Linked DNA regions of Oryctolagus cuniculus: region 2 is linked to region 1. A link is a contact called in public Micro-C data. All regions are on one chromosome and are shown on one strand. Each heading gives the region's core, a stretch centred on a gene start, on an enhancer-like site or on the middle of the called end of the contact. The rest is flanking DNA. Distances are from core to core; before and after follow the strand shown. Region 1 overlaps STAT1 (signal transducer and activator of transcription 1). Region 2 has its middle 82 kb from the start of GLS.

Region 1 (6,297 bases), core at 1,628-4,127:
ACAGAAAAGCACCAGAGAAGTTTCTGGGGAGTCCCTCATCCCTACCTTGAGGTTTGTATGCAGATAAAGCTGCTCCACAGAGTGGTTTTACATGATGGCTATACATCCATTCACCCCAAGACAGTGCTGCACGCCAAATAACTGACAATGACTTTTCCAAAATTTTTTCTACCTTTTACAAAATGAAACAACAAAATAAAAGCAAGCGGAGAAAATGTATCTCAATCATTACTTTGGCCTTTTCTAGATTGAAAAGAACTACTTTCTCACTCTGATCAATTTTTGTTCATTTTATTTATGCTGTTTCAAAGGATTCGTTTTGGGAGAATTTATATACCTTAAAGACAACTTTGTTTTTGTTTTTGTTTTTGTTTAAATGCAGTAAAATGCTGGGAGTCAGTGACACTGGGATCTCTAGTTAGGATCTTTCCATCAAGTCCACCTGTGAAGGCGATAGCAATTTTAATGGAAAAGCGAAGTACAAGCATCTTCAGCAGGCCCCAGCCAGGAGCAGGCTGGCTTGGGTTCTAAACATGCCACTCTTCCGTGTGCACTTACACTTCAGACACAGAAATCAACTCAGTCTTGATGTATCCAGTTCCTTTGGGGCCGTCAAGTTCCATGGGTTCTTGCCCTAGAAGCAAACACATCGTGTACACTTTGCGTTAGAAGAAGTTACACGGTGAAGGATCAACTGTTTATGGATCAAAATGCCACTGTTGTCCCGGACAGCTTAGAGGCCTGTAGCTTTTAAGCACGATGACCTCGCTGCCTGGGTCACCTGGAATTCCAGCGGGAACCCATAAGCAACTAGAAGAAAACGGGAGGAGATCTCAGCAGCAGTCTAACTGGCAGCCCTCTCTTTTCAAGTTTTGAAGTCCTACATGAAGCTGGAGCCCTAAAACACACAAAGGTCTCTGATCGGGTGGTGCTAGCCTGGCGGATGCATTGCACAATTATCAAGACAGCATCTTCACTCCAAAGTTACTGTCCTGATATTGAGATTTCTGACTCAAAACTAATTAGCCTTGTTGGTGTGTTCCAAGCCAGATGGGTCTTACTGGGAACTTTCCCGAGCACAATTCAGGGCTGACCGTGGAAGCAGATCTGTGTTCTAAGACAGGTCTCCTCTTGATGGTAAGCAGTAATGACGACAGGATCTAGTGACTAACTGGGTCAGCCTGAATCAACCACTCCACGCCTCCCTGGCCTCCATTTCCTCAAGTTTAACACGAGCAAGTTGGCCACGTCCCCTACACTTTACCGCTTTCCACGTGGAAAAAGTGATGTGTAACAGATACACAAACCACAAATGGACATTTCCAACACCCCTAAAATAGGAGATTAACCATTCGTTTCTCACTGACTGTATCAGACCAAATAATGACTGTACTTCAGCTGCACTGAGCTCACACCACCCTGTGCATGCATGCATGCAGCCTGTAGCAGTTCAAAGGGAGTGGGGGGTTCATGTCACAGGCTGGGTGGAGCCTGTGCTGGCTCCTTCCCCTTGAAGACAAAGGCAGTGTGGCTGCTGACGCTGCCGGCGAGCCAGCCCTTCAGCACCAGGGGACCGGGGGACCGCGTGTGCTGCTCTCCTCGCAACCCCACTCACCTTCCTTTGGCCTGGAGTAATACTTCCCGAAGGCATGGTCCTTGTCAATATTTGGATACAGATACTTCAGGGGGTTCTCAGGAATATTCTCGGCAGCCATGACTTTGTAATTGCGGATGATATCAGGGAAAGTCACAGCAGAAAGTTCTTTCTTCGTGTAGGGCTCAACCGCATGGAAATAAGGTTCTAGAAAGGAGAAGAACCAAGTGAGTCCTGGGAAACATGCCAAACAAGAGAGCATAAAACACGGCACAGTTTGTGGATTTGACTGCACCCGGTACGAGCTAATCACACTCTAGGAGTTACAACACTGATGGAGGACAGTTTTATTCCTACATAAATTCTAATTCTTTCAAATAGGAAAAATAAAGGCAATCACTACTTTAAAACACAGCACGTCTCACTATCTGCTTAGATTTATGAATCTGGACAAAGCGGTCCACTGAGCAGCTTGTACAGCCTGCACCAAGGGTTTTCTACCTCTGAGTGCTTTGCTGGCTCCGTCTCTCAGCTGGTTCAGAAAATGAACTATCAGGGAAAAGAGAAGGCAGGAGCCTGCACCTGCCTAGACCATGATCTGATCCCAGCCCCGGCTTTTTCATCATGGGGAAAAAATATAAGCAGAACAAGAAAAGGATCCTGTCCTTTCACTTCTACCCACGCAAAGCACAGGAGTCGCTGGCACAGCCGGCTTGTCTAGTCTTCAAACACAGCGGACTCAAATCAACAAAACAGGGGCCGCTCTGCTGCTAACATTTTTCATCTGTGCTGTTCAGCCTTCTCCTCACAAATCCGCTTTATAATGCCAAGGTTTTCTGGAGTCGTTTAGCCAAGGACTCCTTCATCCAATTTAGGAGAAAGACAAATTTACAGCTGCAGCTCCTCCCGAGAGCCCCTGAGCACACACGCCCGCTCGGGGCGTGTAAATCGCCCGCGGGCTCTTCTCCCAAGGCCCGTCCTCCACCGTGCGTTCCACTCTGGGGTTACGCTAGGCGAGGTGGAAGCCGACATCATGCCCGTGGGGAACGCAACTCCTTCCAAGTCCTGGCTGCAGATGATGTTGAGTCACATCCTTGATCCACAGATAATAAACTGGACCAAAAGGAAAGGATTTGGCCTTGTCTGAAAAAAACCTATCACTTCCCCGATCTGTTCCAGGCGCGAGCCCCCACTGTCCACAGTGGTTTTGTAAACCATATGCAGGGGCTCAGCCGGGGGAGCGGGGGCTCTGCAATCCCACCGCGCGCCTGAGCTGTGAAGGAGGTCACAGAGTGAGCCCCACTGCCCTGCACTCACCGCCTCCGTTCTGGGACCGCTCCACCCACGTGAACGTGATGGCGCCTTCCCGGCTGCTCTCGCTGAACCGCAGCAGGAACGTGCCGGGCTGCTGGTCCTTCAGCAGGGCGCGCTCTCGCTCCTTGCTGATGAAGCCCATGATGCACCTGGACAAGCAGAGGTGGAGGGAGGGGCTCCGGTTCAATCACAGCTTTAACGTTCGTGTTCACTTTACAAACCAAGAAAGTGATGGGGACTTGACCAGAGACCAGAGGCCAGAAATGGCTGGATGGACAGTTTTTGCACGTCTTTCACATTTAAGGGCGCGTTTCACGTATGCTTGCACATGCTTAAGTAAAAAAGGAAACGCACCCATGAGCATGGCGTAAGTGGGATGAACAGGTGCTCAATGAACACATGCTGGACTCACGAGCCTTTTATTGCCACTTGGTGATCCTAAAAGCCACGAAAAGCTCTCAATTTATGCAACTTTTATTCTGGACAGGAAGACTTGAGTAAATTTGCATATTCTGGCCCTTTTGATCAATTTAAAGCTTTTGCTGAAATATGGCTGATCTTTAGAATAAGTTAGATAGAAACAATTTGCTAAGTTAAAAAGGGATTTTCCTTCTTCAGGGACAACATAGTAGGCCCTCAAGAAACTTTTGTTGCATGTACTTCAAAATGTGGACAAAGGAGGCATTTAAAGTATGCATTTCTGTTGGTGCAAAAATAATTTCAAAATCTATGCATAGCTTTTTCATACTTTATATTTTCCACATAGTATAAAAAACATTTCCTTTGCACTGAAGTTTTTCTGTATCAAAATCAAGTCAAACTTTTAATTCCACTTTCCCATGAACTTTTTCGAGTCCTTCCCATTAAACAAACACAAAGAAAAGTATCAGTTTAACCTCGTGAGGGTCCACCCATGAAGCCTGGAAGGGACAGGTCTCGTCAAGTAACGGAGACCAGCTTGGGGAAGGTTAGGTCGTGCAATGAACAGGTGTCAAGGGCACACCCATCGGGGGCTCTTACCCATCATTCCATAGACACAGCAGGTGCTTTTTAATCAGTTCTAGGATGTTTTCAATCCACAGCCAGAAGGAGAAATTTTTGTCACTTATATTTTCCTGAAAGTATACAAAGGTACACATTAGGAACAAAGAAATCCAAGATAGTAACTTGTCATGCCCCTCCCACTGCCCCTCCACCCCCGACCCGGGCCAGCTGCCAAAGACCCAAGTGTCCCCATCAAACCCAAAGAACCCACGCTGACGGATGGCTGCAGGGGCCCTCTCCCTTATCAGCCTTCGGACCTGGAGCTCTTCTCTCTTCCATTTCCCTGGGCTGGGATCCACTTCCCTCCACACCCAGTAGCAAAACAGTCAGGAATAATCTCCGGGCGTGGGGTGGGGGGACAGAAGCAGCAGCTGCCCCACACCAGGAAGGGCCAGGACAGCTGGCAGGCCACAGTCTGGGTGACCCCCGCAGAGTCTGAACCCTGTCTGCTCCTGCAAGGCCAGGGAAACTCACACAGCCCCAAGCACACAGTTCACATCAAGGGGCCCAAAACGCTGCCAGGCAAGGGGCTGAAGTGAGCTAACAGAAGGCTCATTTCGGGTGTGAAAAAATGTTATCACCCGGCAGGTGCTTCCTGTGAGGCTCTGGCTTGGAGACCAGCCTCCTGCACAGCGTGCCCTGGGGCTTGGAGGGCCTGGTGAGAATGCCAAGAAAAGCAAACAGTGAAGTAACCGCCCCCACAGAGCGCAACACTCGCCCGCTACCCACCTTGCAGAACCTCGTCCACGGAATAAGACCATCGAGGCCGGCATTAGGACCTGAGCAAACGAAAGCAAGCTTCGTCAGCACAAAGCAATCGAGTGTGCAGCTGCCCGGGACGGAGGGCTCTCGGACTTGGTCTCCAAGAAGAGAGCTACCACCCACCGAAGGGACGGTGCACGTCGATGGTTGACATTCTCAGACACGTTAGTGCTCAATCAGCTGGCCAGTGATCCCACGTGCCCAAGGGCATAAAGAAAATCCCCTAAAACATCTACTCGGCTTGGTTTCAATTTTTAATTAATTACTTTGAAAGGCAGAGAGGAGGGGGAAGGAGAGAAGGGAATGGGGAGGGAGAGGGTAGGGGAGAGGGAAAAGAGAGCAAGATGGTGAGCGCACTGAAGCGAGCTCCCCCTCGCCCCCACCCGCACCCATCCACTGGTTCGTTCTCCAAATGCCTACAACAGGCAAAGCTGGGCAGGCCAATCAGAGCTGGAACTCAATCTGGGCTCCCACACGAATGGCAGAAATGCAGCTACCTGCGCCATCACCACTGCCTCGAGCCCGCTAGCCGGCAGCTAGAATTGGGAGCACAGACAGAATTGAGGCCCGGTGCTCCGACACATACGCGCAAGTCCCAAACCGCAAGGGACGTTCGACCCTCGTTTGATTTTAACAGCGTGAAGAACGGACAGCAGATCACTGGGCACCACAATATGAAAGTTTTTAGGGAAGGCAGAAACATCCCAACACCTCACTGTGTGCCCTCATCCCCCCATCGCCTGTGAGGAGAGGACAACCCTTCAATCCGTCTTCACTTCACATGGCCTCCCAAGACCATCAGTGGCCTTTGCCTTTGGCACTGAACCAGAGCCTCCGAGCCACGCTTCCTAGAGGAGCCCCAACCTGGTCTCTCTGCTTAATCTGTTTCCCTACTGCCTCCGCCCACTTCCAAAGACCCTACGGAATCCTTTCCAAGTCCACACCAAGACTGGGATCACTCCTAGGTGACCAACCTGAGCCTTCTTTTAGGCATTACGTACGCACTTCCCTCAGTCTTCCTCCCAACAGGGCATGGTGCAGGCATGAGCATTAGAGGGGGCTGAGGGGTCGTGATCGCCACACACTGCAGCAGCCCAGGCTGTAGGCAGGGCTCAGCCCGTTTCCTCTCTGAGGAGGACCACAAATAAGGCAGCACAGGCAGGAGAGACAGCGCTAACTCTCACCGGGTAAGGAGATGGGACAGGGTGAATGTATACTTTCTACTAGCTTCCCCAGACGTCCACTGAGACAGCTGCCAAGCTGGGAGCAGCCCTGCTGGGAGCCGCCGGTCAGGAAGATCTTGCCTGCTGGCACTGGCAGCAGATGCGGCTCTGCTGCACAGAAAGCAAACGTGGACACGAGCTATCCACAGAATTTTTTTTTTTAAGACTTTTTTTTTTTTTCGACAGGCAGAGTGGACAGTGAGAGAGAGAGACAGAGAGAAAGGTCTTCCTTTGCTGTTGGTTCACCCTCCAATGGCCGCCGCGGCCAGTGCGCTGCGGCCGGCGCACCTCGCTGATCCGATGGCAGGAGCCAGGTACTTCTCCTGGTCTCCCATGGGGTGCAGGGCCCAAGCACCTGGG
Region 2 (6,297 bases), core at 1,242-3,741, 190 kb before region 1:
TGTAACAAGGAAGTCCCCAAGTCTGAATAATATCAATTTCATTTTTCATTCACCTAATACTCCCATGCAGGACCCTTGTCAGTGCCAGGCTGGGACAAGGCAAATCCCAGTCATCTTTACTAACTGGAGTCAACATCCCACTGAAGGGCAAAGAGAGAGTGAAGCAGGTGCATCTGCTCCTTCAATGCCTCTGCCCCAGAGGCACCTGTCAATCAGTCCTGCTCACGTTGCTGTGTGAGATTTCATCCATGGCCTCTCTAGAAGAAAGGAAGACCCTAGCTGGGCAGCAGCTGTCTGCACCGACTCCACGGCTCTGGGAGGCTTTAGCAGAACTCGCCATCTGTGAAAATGTAGGGCAGGCTTTGCTCTGCTTCAGCTTAGAACTCTCCGGGAGCTTTGCACCAGCCTCGATGAGAAACCCAGAGCCTCCAGGTCCTCATGATCTGACACTGTTCTCTCTGTCTAGAATATTTCCTCACCAGGTCATATCATTGACTCTCTTTCATCAGTCTTAACTGATAGAGGGTGGGATCTGGGAACACTCACTTTAAATGGACATCCAGAGACCCTCCTGCAGATGGCCAGTCGGACACAGTGGCACAGTGATGAAAAGCATGGACTCTGCGGTCAGAGACACCTGGGCTCAAGTCATACAGGGACTTACTGACACCAAATCTGCAACCTTGGGCAGCTTTATTTTTTAAAAAAAGAAGAAGATTTATTTATTTGAAAATCAGAGGTGCAGAAAGAGAGAGAGGTAGAGGAGAGAGAGAGAGAGAGAAAATCTTCCATCCACTGATTCACTCCATGCATGGCTACAACAGCCAGGACTAAGCCAAGTCAAAGCCAGGAGCCAGGAGCTTCTTCTGGGTCTCCCACCTGGATGCAGGGTCCCAAGCACTTGGGCCATCTTCCACTGCTTTCCCTAGGCCATTAGCAGGGAGCTGGATCAGAAGTGGAGCAGCCAGGACTCAAACTGGTATCCAAATGGGATGCTGGCATCACAGATGGTGGGTTTACCCACTATGCCATAGCTCTGGCTCCAACTTTGGGCAACTTGCTTGCCCTCCTTGGGGCTCGCTTTCTATACCCATGAAATAGGGGTAAGGACATTGACTTGGCTTAGTCCTGGCTGTTGTAGCCATGCATGGAGTGAATCAGTGGATGGAAGATTTTCTCTCTATATAAGTTAAGTGAGGTCAAGATAAGTGCAAGGCATTCGGTCTAGCACATAGGGAGTGGCACCACAGAACACCTATAAATGCACACGCAGCCTTAGAAAAGGTAGGCATGACACAGGGCAAAAGGAAGTGTGAGCAAATGAATGCTAAATGAGGAAGTGATGTGATTCCTGTTGAATGATTTGTATGTTGCTGGGGTTTGGCTATGAGTATATTTCCCAAAGGAGTGCATTCCCCAAAGGCTCTTGTGCTAGAAGCTGAGTGGGTACGGCAAGAGTTGAGAGGTAGTGGAGTTTTAAGAGGTAGAGCCCACTGGAAAGTGATCAAGATAGGTGAGGTCACCAATCACCATGATTGCTTTTTTTTTAAGATTTATTTATTTATTTGAAAGAGTTAACAGAGAGACAGAAGCAGAGAGACAAAGGTCTTCCATCCACTAGTTCTCACCCTAAATGGTCATAATGGCCAGAGCTGAGCTGAGCTGAAGCCAGGAGCCAGAAGCTTCGTCCGGGTCTCCCATGCGGGTGCAGAGGCCTAAAGACTTGGGCCATCTTCTACTGCTTTCTCAGGCCATAGCAGAGAGCTGGATCAGAAGTGGAGCAGTCAGGACTTGAACCGGTGCCCATATGGGATGCCAGCACTATAGGTGGCAGTTTAACTCACTACACCACAATGCCAGGCCCCTTGTTGATCCTTTTTTAAGAAAAAGAATAACAATCACACAAACAAATTTAGAAAAGAATTACAGAAAGAATATGAAAGAAAAGAAAAGGATTCACAATAAGCTAGCAGAGCCTTGAAAGTCCAAATTCCTTTCCTCTGACATCTCTGGTGTTTCGCCAGAAATGCTTATACAGAAACAGCAACTTGACTTCCCTCCCCAGCTGCAATTGTGCTACAGCCTCCAGCAATGCCCACAGAGGCCCATGCAAATAAGGGAACTGAAACTTAGGTTTCATTTACTTCACAGTAGATCTACCCTGCTCTGATTAAGTGTTTCTCAGCCGCACTCAATGCTTCAGGGTGGGAAAAATCTAATATCCACTTAAACGAAGGCCATGTCCTCCTGTTTGCAAATTCAGGGTGCATCCTTTCCTTGAAGGCAGAGGGGACCAAACACTGCTATGAGGAAAAACAAAATCCCATAGAGGACAGTGACCCTGGCAGTCATGACCTTGGGGTGGCTCAGAGAGGGTTGAGTCCCTGAGCTCTTCCAGAATACTTTGCCCCACTCCTATTGGTACGAATACTGTCTTAAGCACCAGTGATACCTTCAGGAAGTATTTGCTTTCTGTCGTTTCTTCCATTAGCCCTACAGATTCATTGTCCTCGGCTCCACCCTGCTGTATGCACCCCAGGAGGCTGACCCAGACAGATATTTGGCTCTCGTCATGCCCAGCTCATGGATGGGTTTGGCCATTGGGAGGTACCAGCCAAAGAAGAGCAAGATGGGATATTTCTACACCTTGTTCTCTGTGTTGGCTGCAGCCTCTTCTCTTCTCCTCTCCTTACAACCACCCTCCCCAAGGCCTGGAAACAGCTCCATCTCCTTGATTTTTAGGCCTGGGAAGGTAATGGTCCCCAAGTCTCCAGCCAGGGAGACTGTGCAATCCTTTGTTGGCTTTCTTTAAGATGTAGTTATTTGTTTGAAAGACTGAGTGACAGAGAGAAGGAGATACGGAGAGAAAGACAGCTTCTATCTGATGACTCACTTCCCAAATGCCTGTAATAGCCAGGGCTAGGCCAGGCTTGAACCAGGAAAAAGGAACTCCATTCTGATATTCCATGTGGGTGGCATGGACTCCAGAACTTGAGCCATCATTTGCTGGCTCCCAGATGCATTAACAGAAAACTGGATCAAAAGTGCGGGGTAGCCGGGTCTCAAACGAGGCACTCCAACATGGGATGTGGGAGCCCCAAGAGGTGGCTTAGCCCACTATGCCCCAACCCCTGCGGTTTGCTAGTTTTCTGCTCACACTTCTGTAAATACTTTCCTTACAAAGGAACCCAGTTTGAACACCCACCCAGTTTCTGCTTGGACCCTGATTGATACCATGATATAATTATCAGAGGAAAGAGAGCCTTCAAAAACTTGAGCTTTTGTTTCCAAAATTAATGGATGAGTGAAGAGAAGTAAAGAACTGGAGATGACACTGAACGTAGCTGCCAATTTACTGTGGCAAACGTGTCTGGTTCTTCCCTCCTGGCAGGTGGTGTGAGGGGAGAGCAGCCCCCAGTAAAAGATGAGCATGCAGCACCATGGGTGTGAGAACCGGGTTCTCTGTCTACAGGCCACATGTTCCTCCAGCCAGGGAGAACCTTCTAAAATGAGCAAGATCCTTCTATCCATTTGTGGGGTTATTAAATTTTCTCCAATTTCAATATTTGCAAAGATGGGAAAACATGTACAGGGCACATCAATTTGTCAGAATATTCTGTTGAGCAAAATATGCTCAAAACTTTCCCAGCATCCATTTATTTCTTTTGACCAATGGAGAACCAAGTGTGGTCTTTCTGTGGCAGACCTACAGGTACCTGAAGACAGGTGCCCAGTCACCCTAACTGAGTGGAGGCACTGTTGACACATGTTACACTACTCTAGTGCTTTGAATGGCCAGTTCATGAATGCACCTATGAGACTACGGTGTCCAAAAGTGGACATAATGATCTAAATGGACTTTTGCTTGAAATAACCACACAACACTCAACAAGATTTGCCTCATCATTCTTCCCCTGCTCTTCAAAGAAAATGTCTTTTCTCTTACTTCTGAGACACATTTAAAATTAATCCTTTCTCTTCAACACCCACAGCTGCTACCTCCTTTAACCATACTAAAATTATCTTCTCCTCTCACATCATTTCCTATTTCAAATGCCCCTTTTATAGCTTCTCATGGCTTTTTTCTATCAGATTCAAGTTTCTTGATTTTACTGTTACCGCCTGACCCCAATCAGTATTTTTACTGCTTCCTGATTTTCTTGTTCTCTTTTCTTCTCTACAACTTTGTTCCCTGTCACCTCTACTGAATATACTACTGATTTCACACTGTGTTTTTGAAATATTCAGTTATTTTCATCTTTTTTCCATTTAGGAGTCCATTTTATATAACCACTTCATGTTTCAAACTTAGAGGAAACCCACAGATGCGCACACAATCTAAATGACCATTTCTTCATCAAAGTTCATGAATGTCCCCATTTCAGTGCTTTGATCCTATTCTCTGAATTAAATAACCCATAATAAGCTATTAGAAACAAAATCATATTTCATAGTATTGCACAATAATGTGAAATCCTGTATAATGATGTAAAACATAGAACTTTAAGTAACATGGAAGTAACACTTGAAATAACGTTGGTTTACAATTCTCTCACTGAAAGATGCATCATATGAATCATTCAGACTATATATAAAACTCTTCATAGAATAGTTGTCACATTAGTCTCACCTACATTTAGCTTTAATCATTATAAGGGAAACCTACAGTTCAGGTCCTTGAGCTCTGAAGAAAACATAATCTATGCCCTTGTTTTGAAGGATGGGATTGAACTAAGCATTCAGTATTGAGAATTTTCTATCTATACCTGTGCCTGTCTCTGGACATAAGCCACGTTAAAAAAAATCTAACTAGAGATACAAATATTGATACACAATGTCACAATATTGTCTACTAGAATTCCTTAAGTTATATTTATACCACATTTTTATTGAAGGAGCTCAAAGTCCTCCATAGATATGATCTTTATAATTCTCCCAACAGTCTCTCTAAGCATGCAGATAGCAGAAAGGATTATATTGTCTCTTTTCTGAAGAGCCATCCTCTAGGTAGAGGTAGCAGGCCCTTATCCCTGGAGTCATTCCTCTTGACAGATTGATGGCCTGCCTTAGGTCAAGGTCACATATTAAGGTACTAGGGTGCCAAGAAAAGAATCCTAGTTTAATGATCTACCCATGAGATCTGGCTGACTTCCATATACAAAGTCAGCCCTAAGACACTGCAGAATATGATACTGACTAAAATTCTGTCTACATAAGCTGAGTTTTCTATTGAAATTTTTATGGAAAGAAACCAAGCATAGAAGTATTATCTGAAAGCTAGTCACACAGTAATGCCCCCCTCAGGCCCAGGCTTCCTTTGCACAAACTAGAAGACCAGGTTGTCCAGTAAGTCCTTATAGATTTGTCCCCACCTGCCTCTCAGTTGCTGTCCCAAACCCTTGTCCCATTCTGTATATTCCTAATAAACAATAATTTCACCTGCTATTGCTCCTGTACTGTAATTTCTTTTTTAAAAGTCAATAAAGTTGTACTCACAGCTCTCCTTTATTCTACAAATCAAGTGGGGTTTGGAAATAATGCTAGGCTGTGACCCCTGAGAAATGGCCTTCCCCACCCACCCTGACACCAGAGCAGGAAGGGTGAGCCAACTTGTGGCACCTCTGCCAGTGGTCTCTCTGTCTTCCCAAGGTCATAGGTATCTGAGGAGGAGCCCTTTTCTTCTCTGAATCGTTTGACTGATGCTTCGTCCATTTCTCATTTCTCTCATTATTGCAGTTGCTTGAGGTTATGGCTGCCTATTCTTCCTTCCTACCCTGTTTTCCCATAGATTTCTTGGAAACAGCCTGTCTTGTTGACTCTTCTCTGCTCCAGACTTGTGAATGTGTACCCTGTATTTCAGGTTTTCTGTAGGTCTGAAACTTTCTATAATAAAAATGAAGAAAACCTGTGTTTAGATACCTGAACTCTTGCCCAGTCGTGGCTCCTAAAGCTGTTTCTCCACACTTGTTTCACATGCTTGGATTCCTGACCTCCTGTTCTCTCTGAACATAACTATTACTGGAACCTCTTTGCTCTGACTTTTGACTGATCCACCTGTTCAGCCAACTTTCTTGGTTCTACATGAGACAGCTGAACCATCCAAGCCTTCTTATTGCACATACTCTCCAAATAGGCAGAGCCAGAGCACGGCATAATGTGAATTAGGTGAGCTCTGTGTTCCAGTTGCCTTTTATCTGTATATGAACTTCTCACTCAGGCCTCTGCCCAACACATTCAGGCACACATACCTCTGGTATAAATTGAATTGTCTACCCTTACCCATTTTTATATGTTGGA

The links. Hi-C and Micro-C count contacts between places; a contact is called where the count stands out from the background.
Region 2: a contact with region 1 is called in a Micro-C map of ear pinna, with 2.3 times the contacts expected there. The contact joins two enhancer-like sites. A contact is called at or near these places in 4 of 6 Hi-C or Micro-C datasets (ear pinna, embryonic fibroblasts, psoas muscle and 1 more).

Annotation. Positions count from the first base shown.
Region 1 is chr3:49,328,226-49,334,522 of mOryCun1.1, reverse strand. It overlaps STAT1 (signal transducer and activator of transcription 1), which reads right to left. Exons shown (of 25, transcript XM_002712346.5): 19 at 4,682-4,731; 20 at 3,929-4,023; 21 at 2,912-3,057; 22 at 1,616-1,801; 23 at 559-634. Among named protein-coding and RNA genes, the nearest start is that of STAT1, 36 kb to the right of the region's middle. Within about 2 kb of position 2,877, at least 1 of the 8 cell types and tissues checked has an H3K27ac peak or open chromatin away from gene starts, as enhancers often do. A contact at or near this core is called in ear pinna, where this site is marked.
Region 2 is chr3:49,515,120-49,521,416 of mOryCun1.1, reverse strand. No RefSeq gene overlaps it. Among named protein-coding and RNA genes, the nearest start is that of GLS, 82 kb to the right of the region's middle. Within about 2 kb of position 2,491, at least 2 of the 8 cell types and tissues checked have an H3K27ac peak or open chromatin away from gene starts, as enhancers often do. A contact at or near this core is called in ear pinna, where this site is marked.